2 separate regions of the Gossypium hirsutum genome follow, and region 1 is linked to region 2. Evidence: chromatin contacts called from public Hi-C data. All regions are on one chromosome and are shown on one strand. The core of a region is the stretch at or near the end of the contact, and the rest is flanking DNA. Distances in the headings are between cores, read along the strand shown.

Region 1 (4,329 bases), core at 561-3,060, 35 kb after region 2:
TTCAATATCTAAATCCACTAGTTATAAAATACTTATAATTTTGATTTTATATATATATAAAGAAAAAAGAATTTTAGTAGATTTGAATATTCAAAAAAATTATTCAAATTTAGATTTTTGCAAATTTGAATGTCCAAAAAATTATTCAAAAGTTTGAAATTAGTTTTTTTTTGAGAATTTAGATAGCTTACAGATAATAGTATTTAACTCGATTTTGATAGAAATACTCAAATAACTTGGATAATAAAAAATTTTGGATTTTTAAGCAGATTTGTGGGTTCAAATAATTAAAAAAATGAAGATATTCGACCCATTGTTATTCCTAGTTATGAGATTATATTAATTAAATTAAACGAAATCAACAACATAGTACATAGTTTATTGAAGTATTCAATTCTCTATCAATTATTCCTCATATCAATACCAAAAATCTCTTTCATTATTTTGTATGATCACAATGCTCAAGAAAACTAATAAATTACAAAATGTTATAGGTATAAAACATTTAGAAAGTAATGGATTTTATGATTAAGAGTTCTACTTTTATCTTCTAGAAAGAGTGAAAGTGAGAAGTTTAGAGGTTATTACAATGAATGGAAGTAGATACCACCCCTACAACATTTAAATCGCAAGGAAACCATTCACTTCCTCATTCCCTAGTCTACACCCTTTGGACAATGCTCTATATAGGCAAGCTAAGACAACAGAGTCCCAACTATATGTATTGACCATTTATAAATTTAATAACAATGGGAGATATATTATATGAACTAAGTTGCTAGACTTTTTTGGCATCGGTATCAACACAACATCGACCAAGCAAAAAATGTATGCTCAAGCATGACAATCAATATCAATAGAGGTTGGATTCCCTATGAGCTACTCGAATTACCTTTTCAACCAATCTAACTTCATCAAGAGCCCGTTGAAATAAGATAGAAGGTTGATATCACTCTAAAAGTTTCGTAGAGGATATGCCTTGAATTGTGCTCAAAACTTCTCATTACAAGACACTCATCCACTAGAAGCCCCATCAACAATATTACATCTTCTAGTGTTATTGTCGCTTCACCGCATGGGAGATGAAATGTTTGAGTCTTTGGTCTCTATCATTTAATTAGAGCGGATAAGAATAATAGAATGTACGTAACTCTGACAATTTGACTTACATGGTAGAAATTGATGTTTGTTAATTGAGGAACCATTCTCTCATCATGTGAACCTATATTCATATGACCACGAAGCAGAGCCATAAGAGAATATTCCATTGTCATTGCATTCCAACCAACATCTCCTTTTTCAGGTTTCAATAAGTTGAAAGTCATTATAGTACGATTGATAGTTGTATTTTGGAGATACTTGTCTATGTAAAGCTTAGGGTAGAAGATAGAAGACGATTTGTTTTAGCTTAATGTAAAAAGAAGTAACAAATTTGATTGTTTATTTATAAACAAGATAATGCTAAAGTTTTCAAGTGAAAGTCGACAATCACAAGTGCCAAACTTCAATTTTTATGTCTGTTAAGTTTTAATTAGGTTACTTATTTTTTAAATTTTAAACTAAATTAAATTACTGTTATTTTTTAAAACTTTACATTAAATTAAATTATTAAAGGTTTATAGCCCTCCCAACATGTTAGGATATTTTTTTTATTTTAAATTAAATTAAATTACTAGAGTTTTTAATTGTCATTTTCAGTAATATCGATTCGAACAATGTGTGATACAATTGTAAAAAACACTTGTTTATATATAAAAATAGTTCTTAAAAACATATATTAATAATGAAATATATAACATGAAAGTAAAAAGAAAAAAATCAATTTTCATTTTAGTTTGTTTTATTTTCTTATAGATTTGTTCCAATGGGGGATGGGGTTTTGTAAAGCTCGTCATATGATTATGGTTTTTATTATTTTCTTTCATTTTATTGTGTTATTTTCAGATAAAATACTGAATTTTACCTCATAACTCTTTAGCTCCGGAACGAAAAAAAACAAAGAAAGAAAAACTTGAGATTCCTCTCCCTCTTTCACCCAAACCTCTCTTTTCGCTGAATACCATTCCCTATATTCTTTCTTACTTCAATATGGGTTTTTTACCCTTAATATCTTAAATACCAGAAAACAATTTCTCTCTTTCCTTTTTCTTTTTTTTTTAATTTCGATTTTTCTGGGGATTTTTGAATCTGGGTATTTCTGAAAATGGGGAAAAACCAAGCCTACAAGGCTATGCAAAGAGCCAGGCTTGGCTCTTCCTCTGCTGGCCCTGAAGAGATCGAGGATGGCATGGTTTGTACCCTTCCATGTTCAAACAATTCTATATATAAATATTCGATTTATGATAGTTACCTGCACTTGTTTTTTCGTCTGGGTGCTTTGTATTTCTTGATTTATTTCCATTTCATTTATATTGATGGATGTGTTTCTTGGTTGGTGCTTCCAATGTTTGGGAATTTACTTTTGGGGTCTTCTAAAATCTTTTTTTGACTTATCTTGTGTCAATTTGTTAGGTTAAATCTATGTAGTTTATTCAGTGTTGGTAGTTGGAACTTAGAAGTGATTTAGCGAAGCATTAATATTATGCTCTTACTAATTGTTCAAATATCGAGCTCAAATTTGTTGGGCGTGATGGCATAGAGCTTTGCTAATAAGAATATGTTATTTGTTTTAGCTCAGTGTAATCTTGATTTGATGATGAGTCGTTCTCTGAGGGAGCTTATGGTTTTGGATTCATCACTATTTTTTTTTCGTATTTCTTGCTAATCAATGTGATAAATGTTATGCTTCTTTCAAGTATGCAATCATTCAAATTCTTACAACTTTGTTTTTGGTCTATACCAGTTTAAGTTCTTTTTTTGCTTGATAGCTATTACGTTTGCTAACTTTGCGTAATTGGATGAAGTACTTAAGAACATTCTACAAATTGATTTTTGATGAAAAAGTTGCTCTCTTTTATTTTTATTTTATTTTTTGCTATGAGATTGTAGAATTTTATTGGAAACGCTAGTTGTATTCTTAATAATATTCGTTTTCTGGAACATTTCTGATGAGGAGAATCGCAGGTGGATGGTTCTTTTCATTCACCAGAGTGGCATGCTGCTCGTTTGGCCAGTCTTAAAACTTCTCATACAGTTACATGGGAAGAGTTCAGAAAGAAACAAAAAGTAAGCTACAGAAAAGTTTCCTCCCTTGTTTCTATGATGTTGATTTGTCGAAAAAGTTGCTAAAGTAAATGTATTCGATCTTATAATGATTCATGCTGATTGAATCCCGTGTTTCTGTTATTAGACATGCTATGCAAATCTATATACATTGGAAAATTTGTTAAGAATCGATTCCATATTTTTTTATAAACTTAGACAACAAAATCTCTCAAAAGTGATCCAAAAAACCTACCTGCTTCCTTCATAATTTTAGTTGAATGTAATCATGTCATTACAGAAAGGGGGGAAACTATTTTAGCAGTCTATCAATTTTGTTCTTTTCAATGGATCTTTGTGGTTGAGTTAGTTGCTAAAATACCGTCCAATTAAGCATTATTTGTAAATTACAGCCATGCTGTATTGATACTAGTTTCGAACATCAGAGGCTGAGCTTTATGCAACCAAAATTCAACAGCTGGGAGAAATCAAATCAAGAACAAAGATGAGGCACTAAGAAATTTCTGTGTCGAAATTACCTGTTCATTTGCTAAATATTATGGCCATGGAACTATTCTCCGAACTAATCTGGTTGTTTAATTGTATTGCTAACCCAGCAGTTTTTGGTAATGTGATACACAACCTGGTTCATAAGGTGGGTTTTAAACATTGTTTTGTGTATTTTGTTGATATGCTAGGAAGATGCATTGAGAAAAGGGGAACTAGAAGCAGATACGGATCGAATGATGCGAGAATATAGAGCTCAGTTAGATGCTGAAAGGGCAAGCAAGCTTGCACATGGTAGAAACCACTCCAGTAGTAAATCTAGCCATAAAAAGGGTATGTGTAAAAGGCCTTAAAAAGGCTGGTATTCTCACGCTTGTGATTTAATTACTGTCTTTTTCTTGCTCTCTAAGGGTGTTGAATTCATTGCAGATCGAAAAGACAAAGATTCAAAGAAACGCAGCAGCAAAAAAAGAAAGGTTTGAATAATTTCTAACAACTTTGTAACTGTAATTTTACGTTTTGTGTATCATCCCCTGTTATTGTTATTATTATGAAAATGTGAACTGAAGTGCACTCGTTAAACCTTTGATTATATGAAGCGTTCAAGACGGAGGTCTTCTGAGTCAAGCTCCTCGAGTTCATCCTCAGAATCTTCGAGTAGTGATGATGAAGAGAGAGAAT
Region 2 (4,563 bases), core at 871-3,370:
AAGTGACTTCAACTATAAGTGTGACAGGTCAGTTGTAATATTTATATGTGTTACAATGGAACACACGAAATATTCTAAGGATCGAACACAAGAGATTGTCAATTGTAAATTTGTTTGTCAAATTAATTACAAGCTAAACAATTACTAGTCTATTTGAATCAAAAATTAGTAACGCAAACCAAATATGAAAATATATTAAAGCTAAATTCTAAATTTACAAATAAAAATACTAAACCAACTTTCTTCCATTTTACTAGAAACAATGCAAATGGATTGGAATGATGGTCGAATAATTCGTTAATTACTAACTAAGCTAATAAACCAATGTTGATTATATTATTTGCCACTTGTTGCTAGGAATCTCCTTTCGGTCTCACTTATGCATATAAATCTCCTATCAGTTTCACTACTCGACACAAATGTATCAAAGTCCTACCTGATAAAGTCTCCTCTCAAACTCATCTATCTAAATCTTCCACTAAAGGCGTCAATTCTAGTGTAATATGCGATTCAATACAATTGAACAAAAAAAAAACCAAATCATAGATAATGACTTAGTTAAGTAACTCACTCATCAATCAACCAATAAAACAATTTAGTGAATAATCAAACTTAAATCTCATACAAGCATTTTAACAAACACATAGTAGGCATAAAATATAAAAGAGCAGGATTTGAGAAAATGCTCATTAATAAATTAAAATTCAATGAAGCCCACAAGTTTGATCATCTCCATTAACAGAGTTCTCGACAAAAGAGAAGAAAATCTGCAACCAAAATCTATTCTAAATAAAGTTTTACTGTCATAATTTTATATAAATAAATAATCAACCCAGTGAGAAGCGTGGGTAAACTATACTAGTATTATTTAAATATCACTTTAAATCACATTTTGTTAACATTTGTCTTATATTTTTATCTGTAAAAGTTATTGATTTTAATATTAAAGTAAATATAATTTGAAATTTTAAACTAATTTGCATGTTAATATGAATTTGACGAGAATAGTTTATTAAATAAAAATAATAATATTTTTTAAAAATAAAATAAAATAATATTTGCTAATTAAATGATAATTGATTTAATATATAATAAAGTCCATTATTTTTGGACAATAATTAAGAGAATAAAATAGCATTTTCATAGTATTAAAGATAATAAAAAGGGAAATAACCAATAGTAAAAATTAACTAATTGGATAAAATAACATAACTAACAATAAAAGGTTTCCTTATTAGTTTAAAAGTTTTTCTAGGCTCGTGCTTATATATATATTATAGATATAGATGTTGATGGTAAAAGTGTATAGAATTTCTAATGCATCAATAAAAAATTAGGTTAAAATGTCAAATAAGCCCTCCAAAATAATTAAAAATCAATTAAGCCCATCAATGAAAAGTGCATCCAATTGAGCCATTTGAATCATGATTTGTGCCCAATTGGGTCCCTTAAATTCATTTTTCCATCGAAGCCCCTAACGAGCCCCTAACAAGTTATAGGCTTCTCTCGAAGTCACTACATATTCAATCTTTTAATCAATTTAACATATGTCTATGCCAAGTTAATATCAATATTACAATTGCAAGCACCGTTCCGACAAGATCATGAACAGTAACAATATATGTCTATATCGTTACAAATTTAACATCAAAGAAATTAAACATGCACCATTCAAGTTTTATGTCCATTAATCACAACCCTTTTAGATTTAACAATTAACTCAATTACCCACTAATGTTGATCAAGCAACAGCAAGCTTAAACATGAAAATCACTTGAATGAATAAACATCAAATTGCATCAAACATCCCTAGCAAAGTACCAATAATCTCATATTAGGGTTCCATAATCATTCTAGCATATAAACTTTTAGCTCATAATCATCAAACTAAAAAAAACTTCAAAAAAATTTATCCATGATTTCAAACAATAGAAAAAACAAAATAATAGGTAAAGACAAAGGCGAAGAGATGTGAGTCGAATGTCGGTGGTTCTCCACAAGTTGTTTGCGTCTTGTTCTTCCTCCTCTTATCTGCTTCTTTTCCGACGCTCTTACCCTGAAAGTTTTTGTTCTGTTTGTTCAATCTCAGCGGCTGCCCTCCTATTTTTTGAGAAATATGATATTTATATCATCCCTTAAAGAAGATAGACTAGATCAAACCCCTTTCGTATTCTATTTTTTTCCTATTAGAAATGTTTTGGGCCTTTACATGTTTGTCTAGCCTATTCTTTCTGGTTCCCGGATACTATCAGCACTTGATTAAAAGATGGGTTAAGCTCAAAAGCTGATGTGGAGCTCTTTAAGTATGAAGTTTCCAATTTGTTCCTGTCAGGTTTAAGGCTATGGCATTGCTGCAGCATTGAGGCTTCAATTGGTGAAATTTAGCATATTCTTTTCTCCATATTTCTAATGTTCTACTAGTCACCTTCAAGGATAAAAATTCACATTTTCAGTGTCCAAATTGGCAGGAATACATTATTAAAATAAAGCTTCAAAGATTAACTACTTACCATAAACATAATTAAAATAACTACTAAAACACTCTCAATCACTCTTAACTTGAATGAAATAAAAGCTTAAAAGTAATAAAATAACTCTAGTAATTAAAATAACTACTAAAACACTCTCAATCACTCTGAACTTGAATGAAATAAAAGCTTAAAAGTAATAAAATAACTCTATATCCTAGAGTTATCAAATATAATTAAAAATAAAAATTACTACACCTTTTTGTTTTTTTTCTCACACGTTGCCCTAGATCATATATGAAATCATCCTTATGAACTTTCATTTTATAATCCTTCCCCAACTAAAAAATTATGCATCAGTAGAGGTGTTCATAGGCCAAGCCAAGCTTAGGCCCGATTCAAACAAAAATTTTAGTCCCAAGCCTAACTAGACATGGCCTACCGAAATGATTCATTTCACTGTTTTAAAAATAATAAAAAACATTTTTATTTAAATTTAATTATAAAAATATAAATTTATTTTTAATTTTTTTGAATAGTAAATCGGATCGACCCATGAATATCTCTACCTATCACTCACCTCTAGCCATCGAGCACTAAACTCATCGTCACTCAAACCTCTCACTAGGCACCCTCACAAGTTCAATCATTGTCACACTTTAGTTTCCCCATTTATGCACTGAAGGCAGGCTTTTACTTCCCTATCCATCCATTTGTGGGTGAAGTCTTCAACTACTATGGTGTTGCAGCGAGGCAACTCGTTGGAGATTCATGGTGGATTATCATAGGGTTCCTCATCCATTGTACCAAACGAAAGGAGTAGCCCTAGCTAAGGGTTTTTTAGAACCTATTTCAACTGTTGCAAGTAAATCAAACTACTTATCCGAGGTTGTTTTATTTTGCCAAGCATTAAGAGAACCCTTCGGTGGAAAACTTGATGCATGGGAAGGTTAGCAACATGAGATTGGATCACCACAAGTACATACTTGTGGAATCAAAGTTTAAGGGTTTTGACTTTCCCATTGAATGGACTGTACCTCCCACTAAATTGTACAATTCCAAGCCTTTCTTTGGAGGTTACAAGGTTACCAAAAAGCAATTCAATAATCTCTAGAAGGTGTTTAAGTATTGTTTATTCAATGAGGGTGAGAACAGTTTTTGCAGTGTTGATTTTGAGCTAAGGTTTGTTGATGATGGGTCCTAGAATCCTCGTAACGAATCGTGGCCCTTTGATGTTGATCACACTGTGGCCCATATCCTTCAAGGGCTAGCTATAAAGCCTTGACAATATATAATGATCTATGGGAAGTGCTCAGACCAAAAGTGGTGGATTTCAGATGATATACCTTAGATATTTCCCCTTATTTTCTTCAAGGGGAGGGGGAGAACAATTGGAGTAGGGATTAACACAAGTGTTGTTGCTGATGCAGGGACCATTCAACCATTCTTTTCATGCAATCAATCTCGACCTTTAAATGGGGAAATATCTTCTGCAAACTTTGCTATAATTGAGATTTCCCTAGACGAAAAGGAGAAGGGCCTCTTATGTTAGAAAAATCAATTTAGAAAACAATTATCATAGGTACAGTAGAAGTTTTAAAAATTTTCTAAAACCAAAATCTTTTGTGATATTTAAAGTGTAACCCTAACCAGAATTATAAATGTGCTTTGTACGAGGTGGACTTAAGTCGATCCTAGTTTTTAATCGAACGGCCTTCTCTACTATCCTCGTACCATGAATTGCGTCGAGTGTGGGCTCGAGCAACACAAACCAAAAACTCAAAAAAGAAACAGTTTACTTACTTTTAGTAGGTGATCGCATGCCAATGTACGAACACTAAACAAAAAATTAGCAAGAAAGATAGAGAATCAAAAGTGGCTTTGACTACAAGTGTGATAGGATAGTTATAATATTAATATGTGTTACAATAGAATACACAAAGTATTCTAATGATCGAAATTAATTACAAGCTAAGCAATTACTAGTCTATTTGAATCAAAAATTAGTAGCGCAAACTAAATATGAAAATATATTAAAGCTAAATTCTAAATTAACAAATAAAAATACCAAACTAACTTTCTTCGTTCTTACTAA

What was found. Hi-C and Micro-C count contacts between places; a contact is called where the count stands out from the background.
Region 1: a Hi-C map of leaf shows a contact between it and region 2, with 1.7 times the contacts expected there. The contact joins the promoter of LOC107914584 here to the enhancer-like site in region 2. A contact is called at or near these places in 15 of 34 Hi-C or Micro-C datasets (anther, callus, fibers and 3 more).

What each region holds. Positions count from the first base shown.
Region 1 is chrD10:21,015,151-21,019,479 of Gossypium_hirsutum_v2.1, forward strand. It overlaps LOC107914584 (protein FAM133), which reads left to right and starts at 1,811. Exons shown (of 5, transcript XM_016843526.2): 1 at 1,811-2,290; 2 at 3,064-3,165; 3 at 3,840-3,981; 4 at 4,078-4,124; 5 at 4,248-4,329. The coding sequence starts at 2,204.
Region 2 is chrD10:20,979,926-20,984,488 of Gossypium_hirsutum_v2.1, forward strand. LOC107914582 (a long non-coding RNA gene) reads right to left here. Exons shown (of 3, transcript XR_001688926.2): 2 at 3,815-3,987; 3 at 1,758-2,425. Among protein-coding and RNA genes, the nearest start is that of LOC107914582, 5.5 kb to the right of the region's middle. Within about 2 kb of position 2,121, at least 4 of the 9 cell types and tissues checked have an H3K27ac peak or open chromatin away from gene starts, as enhancers often do. A contact at or near this core is called in fibers, where this site is marked.